5 separate regions of the Mus musculus genome follow, and all the other regions are linked to region 4. The links are chromatin contacts, called in public promoter capture Hi-C maps. All regions are on one chromosome and are shown on one strand. The core of a region is the stretch at or near the end of the contact, and the rest is flanking DNA. Distances in the headings are between cores, read along the strand shown. Region 1 has its middle 12 kb from the start of Gm40697. Region 2 holds the start of Zfp280b (zinc finger protein 280B). Region 3 holds the start of Gstt1 (glutathione S-transferase, theta 1). Region 4 holds the start of Specc1l (sperm antigen with calponin homology and coiled-coil domains 1-like). Region 5 holds the start of Ddt (D-dopachrome tautomerase).

The links. Promoter capture Hi-C pulls out the DNA fragments that hold promoters and counts their contacts.
Region 1: a promoter capture Hi-C map of the HPC-7 cell line shows a contact between it and region 4, with 2.5 times the contacts expected there. The contact joins the enhancer-like site here to the promoter of Specc1l in region 4. A contact is called at or near these places in 4 of 39 promoter capture datasets (the HPC-7 cell line, cranial neural crest, hippocampal neurons and 1 more) and 1 of 9 other capture datasets (liver).
Region 2: a contact with region 4 is called in a promoter capture Hi-C map of pre-B cells, with 3 times the contacts expected there. The contact joins the promoter of Zfp280b here to the promoter of Specc1l in region 4. A contact is called at or near these places in 2 of 39 promoter capture datasets (erythroid cells and pre-B cells), 1 of 484 Hi-C or Micro-C datasets (CD8 T cells) and 3 of 115 datasets of contacts at active chromatin or transcription factors (memory CD8 T cells, pancreatic cancer cells and regulatory T cells).
Region 3: a promoter capture Hi-C map of pre-B cells shows a contact between it and region 4, with 2.3 times the contacts expected there. The contact joins the promoter of Gstt1 here to the promoter of Specc1l in region 4. A contact is called at or near these places in 3 of 39 promoter capture datasets (cranial neural crest, hippocampal neurons and pre-B cells) and 1 of 115 datasets of contacts at active chromatin or transcription factors (pancreatic cancer cells).
Region 5: a contact with region 4 is called in a promoter capture Hi-C map of pre-B cells. The contact joins the promoter of Ddt here to the promoter of Specc1l in region 4. A contact is called at or near these places in 7 of 39 promoter capture datasets (the C10 cell line, cranial neural crest, embryonic stem cells and 4 more), 3 of 484 Hi-C or Micro-C datasets (CD4 T cells, embryonic stem cells and uterus) and 1 of 115 datasets of contacts at active chromatin or transcription factors (extraembryonic endoderm stem cells).

What each region holds. Positions count from the first base shown.
Region 1 is chr10:75,871,686-75,874,385 of GRCm38.p6, forward strand. No RefSeq gene overlaps it. Among named protein-coding and RNA genes, the nearest start is that of Gm40697, 12 kb to the left of the region's middle. Within about 2 kb of position 1,381, at least 258 of the 459 cell types and tissues checked have an H3K27ac peak or open chromatin away from gene starts, as enhancers often do. A contact at or near this core is called in the HPC-7 cell line, hippocampal neurons and liver, where this site is marked.
Region 2 is chr10:76,031,165-76,033,864 of GRCm38.p6, forward strand. Zfp280b (zinc finger protein 280B) reads left to right here and starts at 1,448. Exons shown (of 2, transcript NM_177475.3): 1 at 1,448-1,585.
Region 3 is chr10:75,797,265-75,799,964 of GRCm38.p6, forward strand. Gstt1 (glutathione S-transferase, theta 1) reads right to left here and starts at 1,320. Exons shown (of 5, transcript NM_008185.3): 1 at 1,121-1,320. The coding sequence starts at 1,232.
Region 4 is chr10:75,210,661-75,213,360 of GRCm38.p6, forward strand. It overlaps Specc1l (sperm antigen with calponin homology and coiled-coil domains 1-like), which reads left to right and starts at 1,413. Exons shown (of 16, transcript NM_153406.3): 1 at 1,413-1,559.
Region 5 is chr10:75,772,038-75,774,737 of GRCm38.p6, forward strand. It overlaps Ddt (D-dopachrome tautomerase), which reads right to left and starts at 1,337. Exons shown (of 3, transcript NM_010027.1): 1 at 1,179-1,337; 2 at 701-876. The coding sequence starts at 1,286. It overlaps Gstt3 (glutathione S-transferase, theta 3), which reads right to left. Exons shown (of 5, transcript NM_133994.3): 5 at 2,085-2,700.

The DNA of each region.
Region 1 (2,700 bases), core at 131-2,630, 660 kb after region 4:
GCAGCAAGAACCCTTAACTGCCAAGCAGTCTCCCTAGCTCCCACACCACTCCTTTTCTTCTCATGATAATCTTCCTAAGAACAGAAATCTTTATTTTGATAAAATCCAATTTATAAATTAAATTTTTATTATTCATCCATTCTTGTGTCTAGAAATATCTTTGCTTCTCCCTATATTATTCCAGAGATAATTTTCTCCTAAATATTTGGTGGTTTTAGCCTTTAAGTTTATTTCCGTGTGTGTGTGTGTGTGTGTGTGTGTGTGTGTGTGTATGTGTGTATATGTGTGTGTGGAGGTCAAAGGACAACTTTGTGATGATGGTCTGTCCTCTCTACCTTGACATGGATTCTGAAGACAGCTGCCAGATTTGCACAGACAATGGCTTTATCATGTTTTTCTGGTTTAGATTCACGTTTCTGTTGATCAATTTCAAATTAACTTATTAAATACATACACATGCCTGAGTATATGGCGGTGCTTACACACAACGGAAGAGCATGTCAGATCCCTGGAGTTGGAGTTATAAGCAGCTGTCAGCTTGGTGCTGGGGACCAAACTGTTGTCCTCTACAAGAGCAGCTGGCTATTAACCACAGAGCCATCTTTCCAGCCCCAGCTAACTTTTGTGTGTGGTATGAAGCAAAAGTTAAAGGTTTTTTTTTTTTTATTATTCTTTTTTTTTTCTAATGGATACCAGATAGACTATTAGACACCGTCTTTTCCACCATTAAATTATTTCAGCATCTAATCAAGAAGAATCAATTGGCCATTGCACATAAGGTAGTTGACTGACATTTGGCAGAAACCAGAAGTAAATGGATAGGGCAGTGGGTTCTCTGGAGAGAAACCTCTGCCCTTTGAGAACATAGAGATAGTATTAGGAAGAGGGGGACCTTGACAGGGTTTCCTGTGGATAAGATTAGCAGTCGCAGACAGTAATTCAGGGGTGATAGCCTTATCTGTTCCCATCCCAGCTCCCACATAATTGACACAAAGACCTATTAAGTTTATGAACAAGCTTTAATGTGACTGGGCAGATATTCATCTATTCTAACGCTGTAAGCGATCTACTTCCCAGCCACAGGCCCTGTGTGACTGGCAGTCTAACTCTTGCCCTGGTTTGCTCTGCTCCACGCGTGTCCTCAGTGGGAATCCCTCGGTGACCTTGCTTATCACTACTCCTGGTGGACCCTTTCTTTCTCCCTCTCTCCCTTTGGGACCCTCCCCTAAGATCGGAAGTCCTGCCTTCTCTGCTCGGTCATAGGCCGATCAACTCTTTATTAACCAATCAGAGATAATCGGGCAGCATTCTTTACACAGCGTGGAACCGGGAGATGATTCAATAGTCACGACAAGTCTGGACTGTAACCAGATCCCTTGGCACGGAAATCAGCATCTGAATACACAGTGCCCAAAGCCATCTCTCCTTCACCCGCACACCCCTCCCCCCCCAGCAGTGACGTGTTCTCAGGCTGCAGTGTTGAGGGATAGCAAGAAAGCCATTGTGTCTAATTGTGAAGTCTTTCAGAAGGCAAGCAACAGTCTTCCCTGTGTGGCCATCCTGCTTCTTTTAATGTCTGTCTGTTCTTATCTCTCACCTTTGGAAAAGCTTCTTATTATCCTTAATCATGTAGAGTAGGTAGGCACACAAGAGTGTAGGTGCTCATGTGCCAGAAGAGTTAGCTCCAGGATCCTACAGAGCCTCCATCCGCAGCCCAGATGTTTACCAGTATTGGCATCAGGGGAAGTACCACAAATAAAGCACTGCATGCTGACTGCTGGGATACACAGTCAGACCCTGTCTCAAAGAAACTAAATGACTGACAAATGCCAAGTGTTATATCCCAGGTATCAGCCAAATGACTATTTTGAGCATGGAATTTGTCCCTTTTCCAAAGGGTTTGGTTGGAAGAGGTCTTAGACAACGTAGTATCGGAAGACAGTTTCGGGATGTGTAAGGAAAGGCTGAAAGGACGGATCTCTCAGAACCTGACTCAGAGCCTCTGGCCATGGCTGAAGAGATTATATAATCACACGCAGAGAAGCCAGCTCCCTCTCTGTGCAGGGCATTCATCTGCCTTTCTCAGAGTTTGCTCTGCCCATTCATCAACAAAGCAGGGAGGGCGGCAAGAACAGACGATGCACGTGAACTCTGTAACCCGGGCTCCCTAAAGAATCTGCTATTCTACACAACTGTGTTAGGCAACTTTCTTTTACAGCAGCAAAATACCTGGAGGAATGGGGTGAGAAGCAGGCTCAGTTAACTACTGGATAGAATAGGAGCTATGCTGGATCCCTGCCATGGAGCTCAGACAGCAGTTTGACGTGATTGAAATAGGCACATGGGCTAAATTAGAAATTTACATTTCTTTTCTTTCACTCATCCAGGGAAAGACTGCCAGGTGTCATTGAAGGTTCAGACAACAGCCATTGCCTCCTTCCTTCCCTTTTGCAGGGAGAGCCCTACTTTTGTGTGAAACTGTCCCCCTACTCCCACAGGGCTTAGATGTATATCCCAATAGTTTAACCTAGCACTGGGGGGTCCTAATCACTCTGCTATAATTTGAATATTTGTATCTTCATAAAAATTCACTTTGAGGGGCTGGGGAGATGGCTCAGTGGTTAAGAGCACTGACTGCCCTTCCAAAGGTCCTGAGTTCAAGTCCCAGCAACCACATGGTGGCTCACAACCATCCATAAC
Region 2 (2,700 bases), core at 198-2,697, 820 kb after region 4:
AAGGGTCATATAGTCAGACAGTCTCTGGTAATTAATACAATTTTCTGGTGTAGTAAGAAAACAAGCACAGAGCCGGGCGTGGTAGCGCACACCTTTAATTCCAGCACTCGGGAGGCAGAGGCAGGCAGATTTCTGAGTTGGAGGCCAGCCTGGTCGACAAAGTGAGTTCCAGGACAGCCAGAGCTATACAGAGAAACCCTGTCTCGAAAAACCAAAAAAAAAAAACCAAAAAAAACCAAAAAAACAAACAAAAAAAACCCCAAAAAACAAAAACAAACAAACAAACAAACAAAAAACAAGCACAGGCAAGAAGGAAAAGAATGAGCCGGGCGTGGTGGTGCATGCCTTTAATCCCAGCACTTGGGAGGCAGAGGCAAGCGGATTTCTGAGTTCCAGGACAGCCAGCGCTATACAGAGAGAAACCCTGTCTCGAAAGACCCAAAAAAAAAAAAAAAAAAAAAAAAAAAGAAAAAAAAAGAAAAGAAAAGAAAAGAAAAGAAAAAGAAAAAAAAAGAATGAGCATGTTGTGTTTCAAAACTGAAAACTGAAATTCGAATTTCATGTAATTTGCGCATGCTCCAAAAAGGCATTCATCTTTTGATGGTTTTTATTTTTTAATTTTTTTTTTTATTTTTAGGTTTCTTTGAGACAGGGTCTTACAGTATATCCCTGGCTGCCCTGGAACTCACTCTGTAGACCAGGCTGACCTTGAACTCAGAAATCCGCCTGCCTCTGCCTCCCAAGTGGGTGCACCACCACAGCTGCCCCGCTTTCTGATGTTTTTCAAACAACAAACACAAAACAAACAAACCGAACCTGGGACATCTGTTCTGAGTTTCCTTCCTGATAAAAACAGCCGGCTGATTTGGATTTGTCCCAGAGGCAGCTTTAAGGTTGTTTCAAATTCAGTAGCTAGGTCGTTTTCTAAGTGCAAGGGGCAAGCTTGTGTGCTTATGCAAAAGCTACACACTTGAGAGGAGCTGTCATAGCTGTAATACAGGTGGGCAAACAGTTTCCTAAAGGACTGGGAACCATCTCTGGCCCTGGGCCCAGGCTAGCTGAAGCTCCATTTTTTTTTTCCTTCTTTCTCTCTTATCTATGCCCCTCCCACCCTTCCCACCCCCACTCCTACCTCCTCTCCCTAAGCAGCCACGTTTAACTAGCAATCCTCCTGCCTCAGCCCCCGCTCCCACCCCACCCTATCCCCACCCCCGAGGGAATGCTGGAATGGACGAAAGGCCTGGCTTTGGGTTCCCAAATCTCGCAGGTCCAAGATTTCAGGGGTGGGCATCACCACTGCCTGATCGTCCCAGCTCAGTCCCTCCGCCCGCGGCAGTCACTAGGGGCGCCCGAGTGAGAGAACGCGCCCAGGGGCCTTGAGGAACCAATCAGATCGGCGCTACGCCGCGCGGCTGACCTCGCGTCCACCCTTGGCAGCCAATCACAGGTCGCCGTGGGCTAGTGCGCGCCGGCCGGGGCTTTGGTGTTGGAGCGGCGGGGCCCTGGAGGTCGTGGTGCGGGGCTTCCCGCGCAGCGCCTCGCGGGCCGGGGCGTCCGGGGGAGGCTCAGGTACGCCTGCCGGGAGGTAAGGACAGGGGCGTGGTGCTGGTGACCTCTGCGGGAGCGACCGGGAGGGGACGCCGGGTGAGGGCCTTCTGCGAGTCCCGGGGAAGCGAGCGTGGCTAGGCCGGGAGCCCAGAGACCCCTTCCTGGCAGCCTCCCTCTCCCACGAACCCCCCAGTCCTGGGGCTGGGCCTGCACCCCTTAAATGCCATTCCCATCGCCGAGGGCCCCTCACCTAAAGTCCTGGAGGCTGCAGACCTCGCTACTGGGCTCTCCGACGCCTGCCTCGAAGCTCTGCCACTAGGGAAGGAGGAGGGAGGACCACTTCGTTGAGACCCATTCAAAAAAGTAGGTACAGACGAAATCCGGGTTTGTAGATTAAGTCCCACTCCCAGTTTGGAGATCTGCAGGCCCTTGGAGGCTTTAAAAAGCCATTTTTCTGCGCCCCTCCCCTTCCCATACAGCAATATCTTGTTTATTTTGTTGGCTTTGTGCCCCCTTTGAGCCCCAGTGCAGCTCTCGGGGCTCCTAGCTAGCTAGTTTTGCTTTGAGCAGTGCTCGGTGGGTTGTGTTGTTTTGTTTACTGGGCTATGGTGTTGGAAGGTAGCGTATAAGGTGCTTATAATAACCACACAGACGACAGGGTTGAGGGAGTAGCTTAGTTGGTGGAGTGCTTGCTTGCCTAGTACTACACAAACCGGTTGTGATGACCTCGCACCCAGTACTTGGTTAAGAGGAGACAGACGGCTGTTTCTTTCGTATCAGAGCTAACAAAACGGAAAATAAGCATGAAATAACTGGTAGGTAGTGAAATGGAGTAAAATCTTTTAACACGTAAAATGTAACTAAATCTTAAGAGGTTCTCTGTCTGTCTGATTTACCCCAAGTATGTGACTTGCAGCTCTTGGACTCTCTGAAGCTATTAAAAGTTACAGCGTATATCTGCGGTAAGAGAAAAGGTCTACCTCATTTTCTGACTTCTGTTTGCTGCTGTGATTTGATAAAAAAAAAAAAAAAAATCATTACCATGGGTGATAGCAGAAGGCAGAGGCAGGCGAATCTCTATGAGTTTGAGGGCAACCTGGTCTACAGCGGTAGTAACAGGACAGCCAAAGCTACCCTGTCTTGAAAACAGAC
Region 3 (2,700 bases), core at 70-2,569, 590 kb after region 4:
GGGCTCCTGTGAGAGAAGAGGGGGTGGCCCCTTGCCCTTGATACAAAATAGGTATCATACGCTTGACAGGTCCTTGTGGGACTTGCCCGCTAGCAGCCCTTTCTGGTCTGGATTGGTTTTCTTCCTGTTGATGCACTCCAGGTAAGTTTCTAAGTTTGCCTCCTTGCGCTCAGCCCCACAGTCCTCAGTGGCTCCCATTGCCCCGGATCAAGTGGGGGATTCTCACTCTCCCTTCGTTTCCTAGTGGAACCTGTCTCCCTCGACAGGCTTATTTTTAACAGCCTACTTGAACATCTTTTTATCAGTTCCCCCCCCCCCCCGTCCTCACCCCACCCCCACCGGGCCACCCCCTCCCCCACCGGCCTACACCATACTCTGCAAGGGCAGAACCTGTGGGGGGTTAAGTACACTGTACCTAGAGGTGACAGTGAAGAGAGACGTGAGGTTTCAGACAGAGCGGGACAAGCAGTGAGACAGTATGGAGACGGCCACAGCCCATTATGCAACACTTTCATTTTGCTACAACCCTGTCTTGCCAGAGCGCAGGGCTCTCTCAGCGGCCAGCAGGGAGGAGGCTCCAAGTTCCTGGCATACCCCCATGCAGCAGCCTCTCTCTCTTCGCAGCACAAAGAGAGGCAGAGAGAAAGGGAAAACAGAAAGTCAAGAAAAGGAACGACAAAAAGGAATTCCAATAGACCAGGTTGGCGGAGAGAGCCTGTTGCAAAGGCAAGGTACTTGCAGGGATGGCTCTGTGTAGTACTGCCCATCTCAGCACTGGGGGAAACGATCCGAGGAGTGACTGCCCAGATCTCCACATTTGTTCTCCTAGCTATGCCCTACACCCACTACTCTTCTGGAGGTCCCTGTAGCTAGGTCCAAACTGCTTGCCCGTTTCTGTTGCTAGGTCTGCACACTATTCAGTTTCAGCAGGTCCTGGCCGGCGTCTATTCCACAAACAGCAGAGTTGGCGGGAGTCCTGAACCCTGGTTCTCTCTGGTGTCTTTCTATTGTGGTCTCTAAACCAGAAAAAGCCTGGGAAGGGGAGAGTACAGAGAGAGATCCCCTAAGTCCGTCTTGCCTCCCCTGTTTCTCAGATCCCCAAAGCCGTAGCCCTGCCCACCCTTGCGCAGCTCCACCGTGTGCATCTGGAACGGGATATTGTTCTTCTTGGCGAAGATATAAATGGCGCGACAGGGCTGCGACAGCAGATCCAGGTACAGCTCCAGAACCATGGCATAGGCGGCGGGAACCACTTCTGTAACTGGCCAGACTATCAAAAAGTCCAGGCTGGCTAGTAGGGATCCCTATCAAGCCAAGTGTGGCCACGCCCCCACTGGGCGGATACCGCAGCCTGGCCCTTCTTTCTAAAGGGGGAGCTAGCTTGTGTTCCAAGAGCCCTGCAACTGGAATCTAGCACGGAATGAGCCAGAGGACACAACTGGTCTCCTCTGAGTGGGCAGAGGAGGTGTTAGAGGGCCTGGCTGCTAGTCCTCTTGTGGCCGGTTTAGTTGAAAGCAGAATGTCTTCAAAGGTATACCCACCCTATCTAGTGTGTTGTTAGAATTCCCAATCGTCCCCACTTCCCAGATGGGAAAACTAAGGTATTCCTCCGGGACCTACAAGCCAAAGATATGGACCAGCACCACCAGCAAGAAGCAAAGGATGCTGTGGGCCTTTGATGTCACTCGCATCTCAGCTCTGTCATTTGACAAGGTTGGCCTTCCTGTACCTGAGAGCATTAGCTTCTCCATCCTCTGACATTTTAGCTCCCTTTGGACTGTGATAGAGAAGTACCTTAGATGTAATTTTTGAACAGAAATGTACCATTAGTCCCAGGCCAAGGTTCCCGCAGTTTCCATATCTGATGAAGGTTATAAGGTTGTAAGGTGGGAAGTTCCTTGCTGTTTATACACATAGTGAAAGAAACGTGTAGATCCCTTTCATGAAAGGTTGAGTCCAGCCGGAAGTGGTGGCCCACGCCTTTAATCCCAGCACTTGGGAGGCAGAGGCAAGCAGATTTCTGAGTTCGAGGCCAGCCTGGTCTACAAAGTGAGCTCCAGAACAGCCAGGGCTACACAGAGAAACCCTGTCTCGAAAAAACAAAAAATAAATAAATAATAAATAAAAAATTGTCCTTATGATTCTGACAACTTTGTCCCTGAGCTTAATATTGAAACTGAGGGCCCCAAGACTGAGTGCCGATTTTTCCAGATATCATATGCCTCTTCATGGAGTCTGCCACGATTCCTGTTGGAGAAGCCTGTTATTAAGGTCCTCCATGTCCCCGGATAGCTCTCCAAGCTTGGTGCAAAATGGAGGACTCCGTTTCTCAGTGGGGTTTCCCTTTCTTTCTATGGCCTTGGTTGGGAGTATCTGAGCACAGATGCCCTACCTTGTTTGGAGGATGACCCTGTGCAGAGCTCTCTGCGAGGGCTATGTGACTCAGCACACAAGTCCCGCTCTGCTTCCTGCCCATATGATAATTAGGTGCTGTGCTCTGACCAATTAGCCCTCTCTACCTATACTCATAAGATCCCTTATGTACCCTACCCCTGAAACAACAGAGTTGTCTGGAGGTTGCTGACTCCTGGAAGTTCTTTTGTCATAATCACAGCTTGATAAATCCGTTTCCTCAGCCCTGATAGGCAGTCTATTTTGGTTGAATGAGGCTTGCTCTGGTGACCCAGTAGAAAACTCTAC
Region 4 (2,700 bases), core at 163-2,662:
ATGTCAAGGGATATTGATATTGAGGAGTGGAAACTATGTGAGGAATTGTAGGGTACTGAATATGTTGAAATGGTGATTTTTGAATTTTGAGGCATGTAAATTTTCTTAGAAATGCATTCAGAGATATTTATTTATTTATTTAGGGGGGGGCTGGAGAGATGGTTAGGAGCACTGGCTTCTTCCAGAGCTCCTGAGTTCAGCTCCCAGCAACCTGTGTACACATGGTGGTTCACAACCATGTATAATGAGATCTGACATCCTCTTCTGGTGTGTCTGAAGACAACAACGGTGTACTCATATACATAAATATCCATATACAAAATCTTTAAATTTATTTATTTATTTATTTATTTATCTATTTGCTAATTTATTTGAGACAGGGTCTCACCATGTGGCAATGGCTGGCCTGGAATTGGCTATATAGACCACGTTGGCCTGGTACTCACAGAGATGATCCATCTTTGCCTCCTGAGTGCTGATATTAAAAGCATGTTCCACTATGCCCAGTGAATCAGAGATTAAATTCTTAAAAAGAAAACATCAAAGAATAATGTTCCGGCTAGGTCTTGTCAGTTTGATCTAAGTTACCATTATCTGGGAAGAGGAACTTCAGTTGAGAAAATGTCTTTGTTAGATTGCCTATATACAAATCTATAGGGCATTTTCTTGGTTAATGATTGATGTGGGAGAGGCCAGGCTCACCAGGATGTGGTGTGACCCCCTAGGGGATCCTGGATGATATAAGAAAGCAGGCTGAGCAAGGCATGAGGAGCAAACCAACAATCTGTGTTTCTCCAAAGCTTCTCTGCTTCAGTTCCTGCCTTCAGGTTCCTTTGAGTTCCTGCCCTGACTTCTCTCAGTGATGGTGTGTGACCTGGGAGTTGTAAGCCAAATAAACCCTTTCCTCCCCAGGTTGCTTTTGGTCATGGTGCTTTTATTATAGTAATAGAGCCATTTACAAATTTAAAAAGTAAAATAAAAACTACACAGGAATTACATAAGCTTATAGAACTCTTTAACTTTATAATGCTAGTGATCTTGTTCCCTTTAATGGGTGGAGTAGGGACCGGTGTTGCTCATGTGCTGGGAACATAATGGGTGCCTGGCATGTGCATTTTTCTCAACTGTCGGGTTCAGCACACTGTAAACATACATTTCAACCAGAGCGGACCTATTTGCCTTGGAGGAAAAACGAGAGACTAGGAGCACTTCCAGCACAAAAGACTGCAGTTATCTAGTTGCACCGCCGACTAGCACAGCGCGTGCGCGGTCCAGAACTCAGCGCGAAGAGGAGGTGTGACAGCTGGCGCCTGCGCAGTAGCAGCCCAGGGAGGCGCCGATCACGGCACATGCGCGGGGAGTAGAAGGGGGCGGCACCGGTGGATAAGGGGCGGGCGGAGGGCGGGAGCCGCAAGGGAGACAGGGCGGGCCGAGGGAGCGGCGCCGTGGGGTTGGCTGTTGCCCTGAGGCCGGACTCAACGGACCGGGCCGCGCCACCGGGCGAGCTCGCCGCCCGGCCCCAGCCCGGAGCCAGCGAGTGAGCGAGGCGGTGCCGCGCGGTAAGAGCCGGGGCAGGGTCTTCTCCGCTTGTGCCGCGGGCACGTTCGTCTCCTCAGCGCCGCCCGCGCGGCCAGGCCCGGGCGGCCCCGCAGACCCTGGCGGCCCCGCGCCTGCGCTGTCCCCCCTCGTCACCCCCCCCATCCCCAGCCATCCCGCGCCTGCGCCGTCTCCTGCCCGGGCGGACCTCACAGCTTGCCCCGCAGATCCCCCGGGAACCCAGGCTGGCGTGGTACCCAGCTGGCTGGGGGTCTCATCCCTGCGGAGAGGCTGGGTGCGACCCTGGTGCTTGTGTTCCCTGTGGTGTCGGGAGAGACCGGGCATTCATCCTAGTTCCTTGCCCTGGGCTGGGACAGGTTGCCTCCCCATCTGGTGCATTGAGGGTGGGGAGCAGGAGCGGAGGTCCCCCGAAGGCTGCGCCCTGCAGTGTTAGGACCTGGCTGTTGGAAGCTGGCAGTGTTCTTTATTCTTGAGACTTGGCTAATTATGTCAGATTGGATGTGGATGTTTCTGTGTGTTGTTGAAGAAATGCTGCATTTTCATTAGAGGCGTGTGTGTGTGTGTGTGCATTTTCATTAGAGGCTTGTGTGTGTGTGTGTGTGTGTGTGTGTGTGTGTGTGTGTGTGAGAGAGAGAGAGAGAGAGATAGAGAGAGAGAGAGATAGATAGATGGTGGCGATACCCCAGAGAACACTAGAAAAGAAATCGGTTTCTGGTGGGCTTAGCCGCCTAAAACCAAACAAAAATTTCTGTGATCATTCAAATGCAGGCATCCTTGATTTTTTGTTTTGTTTTGTTTTGGGTTTTTTTGTTGTTTGTTTTTTGTTTTGTTTTTGTTTTTGTTTTCACTCTCTTGAAGATCAGTCCTAAAGTGCGGCGGGGTGAGGGGGCACCCTTTGACTGTCATGACAGAGAATCGTAAAGTTTGGCCTACACCTGTAATCCCGAGGCCAAGGCTGGATGAGCTCCAACTGGGCTGCAGAGTAAGGCCTTGTCTCAAACTACAAACAAAAACAAAACAAAAAACAAATCGCGGAGCCCAGGAAGGCTTCTTGTCATTCAGGAAGCTAAATCTTGAGGTGAAATCAGCTGTGGACTACAGGCAACAACAGTTCTATCTAAAGGTTTGGAATGAGGCACCAGC
Region 5 (2,700 bases), core at 87-2,586, 560 kb after region 4:
CCCTGTGCTGTGTGCACGAGCATTACCGTTAAGAAGTATTGTCCCCTCAACTAAAGGACAGCATTTGAGCATCCAACAAAAGCAGCCATTACCAACTTTCCTGAGCCCACTAGGACTCCATTTTGGAAGGCTCTTTCAAACTTATCTCCGTAGTTCTTCACAGGCCCGCTCCAGCCTCAGGAATATGAGACTCTAACTCTGCCTCAGAATGTAAGGATGGGGAGGGGGGAGGGGAGGGTCACCTTGTGGGGGAGGTCTTTTTATCATCCAGCAACTCTCCCGGAGCCTTATCTAGTTCAAAGGTTATCTGCCTCAGGACACAACCAGATTCCCTCGGACCAGCCTGGAAAAGTTCTCCCTTAAAAAACCAGACCCCCTGGTTCAGTGACGGTGAGGAGGCCACTATCACAGTGGTTAAGAGGGTGCCTAAGTAGATTCTCAGTACACACAAGACTACACTGGGGCTTCCCAAACCATCCTTTCTCGGGGCTGTAGAGAGTCGAAGGAATTGAAATCTTGCTAACATTCTGATCACAGACCCACCATTCCAGTGCCTGAGGAGTCCACCTTCGTGGACAAGGACACTGAGTGCTTTCTGGAACCAGCAAATAGTGACACCCCCCCCCCCCCCAACCTCATACAGAGAGACTGAGTCCTGACTCCAGACGCACAAATACGTTCCCTCACTGGCCCTGCATACCGGTCCTGGTCCAGGGACAGCTCCTCGGTGAGGAACTTGAAGAAGCTGGCGCTGTGAGTGCGGTTCTGCTCCGCGGTGCCCACAACCCCGATGGAAGAGACCAGAAGGTGAGCACAAGGCTCTGTGGATTTGTTCATCAACAGGGTCATGCCAGGTCGTATCGTAACGCTCACGCGCTGCAAGGAACACAAAAGTTAAATCCTGAAGCTTGGGCAGGGCATGGCTGGTGTTCAGAAGGGGGCGCGCCAAATTCTTAACGTGGGGGTCCGAGGGCTCCGGGTCTGGGACACTGCCCAGGATCCTTGGGAGTCAGTCACGTCAGGGTCACGCCTGGGAAAGACAACCAGGAAGGGATCTAGGAAGGGAGGATAGGACACGGAAGGTCAGAGGTTACCAGGGGAGTGGGGTCCCTGGGGATGGGAACGGGTCATTGGGAGGTCCGACCCTAGCCCACAAGTTCTCGCCGACCCTCACTCACGTCTTCGGGTTTGTCCAGGATGGTGGCTGTGGCCGCACACAGCCGGTTCTCCAGCCCCGCGGGTATGCGGCTAGCCGGCAAGTTTGTTTCCAACTCAACGAATGGCATGTTAGCGGGAGAAGAGTGGGATCGCCAAACGGTAACTGCACCGGGTGAGCTGTGGGAGCCAGTAGAGGTTCCAGAAAAGGAGCGCGGGGAGGGGCGGGGAGGAGGCGGGGCCAGGGAGGCGGGGCCGGGGAGGGAGAGCACAGCTCTGTTTCTCATTGGCCAGGCAGACTCGGCCCTTCTAGATTGGCTATCAGAGATACGCCTCTTCCGCTGTCACGTGTGCCGGCTCCAAATTACTGGTCCCAGGTTCACTACCTTTGGCCCTCCCAGTCGGCAGGTGGCTCTGTTTTTCCCTCTGAGCGTCCCAGCTAGTTGCCCACAAGGCATACATTTCTATAGGAGACTTAAAGGCTTAAAGTTTCTTAAATGATTGTGATCATTTCAAACTCAGTACGGGAACCGCACTTCTTTTGAACAATCTTGAGACCAAATAGCACGTGAGGTGTGCTTAGGCAAGACCCTAGGACAAGGGCATCTCTCTCTGGTCCCTAAGATACCTGAGTTTGTAAACTCTTCTGTCAGGGATAAATCATTGTCCATTAGAGAGTGGTAGAACTACTTAAAACAAACCAATCTGGCCGGGTGGTTGTGGTGCAAGCCTTTAAAACCAGAACTCTGGAGGCAGAGGTAGGCAGATCTCTTGAGTTCTAGGCCAGCCTGGTCTACAGACTGAGTTCCAGGACAGCCAGAGCTACACAGAGAAACTGTCACACACACACAAACCGAAAAAAGCAATCTGTCCAATTACACATAGGAAAGTGTGCATACTAAAGGATCCAGAAGCAAAACCATTACTCTTCTGTTAACAATGTATTTATTAGGTAAGGCACATAAAAGACGTCTTATGGCACAAGATTAAGTAGCTTGACAGTTTGGAGCCGGAGACAGGTAGAAGGCAGCAGTCAGGGTTAGAATGCTTGGGACAAGAATTTGGAAAGTCAGGACATACCAAGCAACTTCCACTCCCACAAAGGAACCAGCCCTGCACCCCACCTATGGCAGGAAGCAAAGACGCAGAGGACAAAGGTCTTTCACTAGTCAATCCCCGTCTCTTGCATGTATTCAACTGAGAGATCATAGATCCTGCATGCCAAAACTGAGGAAGGGAGGCACCAGGGTTGAGGAGCACAGAGGGTCACGTGGTACCAGATATCAATTATATGTATATGTGTATATACATGTATATACAAATATGGCTTGGAGGATGGGGGAAGGTTCAATGGTTTGTAAAGTTTCAAAGAAAAGGAATATGGCCAGATACGTTTCTCCCAAGTATTTTCCTGGAGCTCTCTCCAGAAGTCAGATAAGAACTGATGTTACAGCACAAGCCAGGTGGGGACACAGAGGGAACACAGGTGATGCAGAGAGGAAATTGCGGACCAGAGACCCTATGTCCTAGTGACAGCCAAAGAGC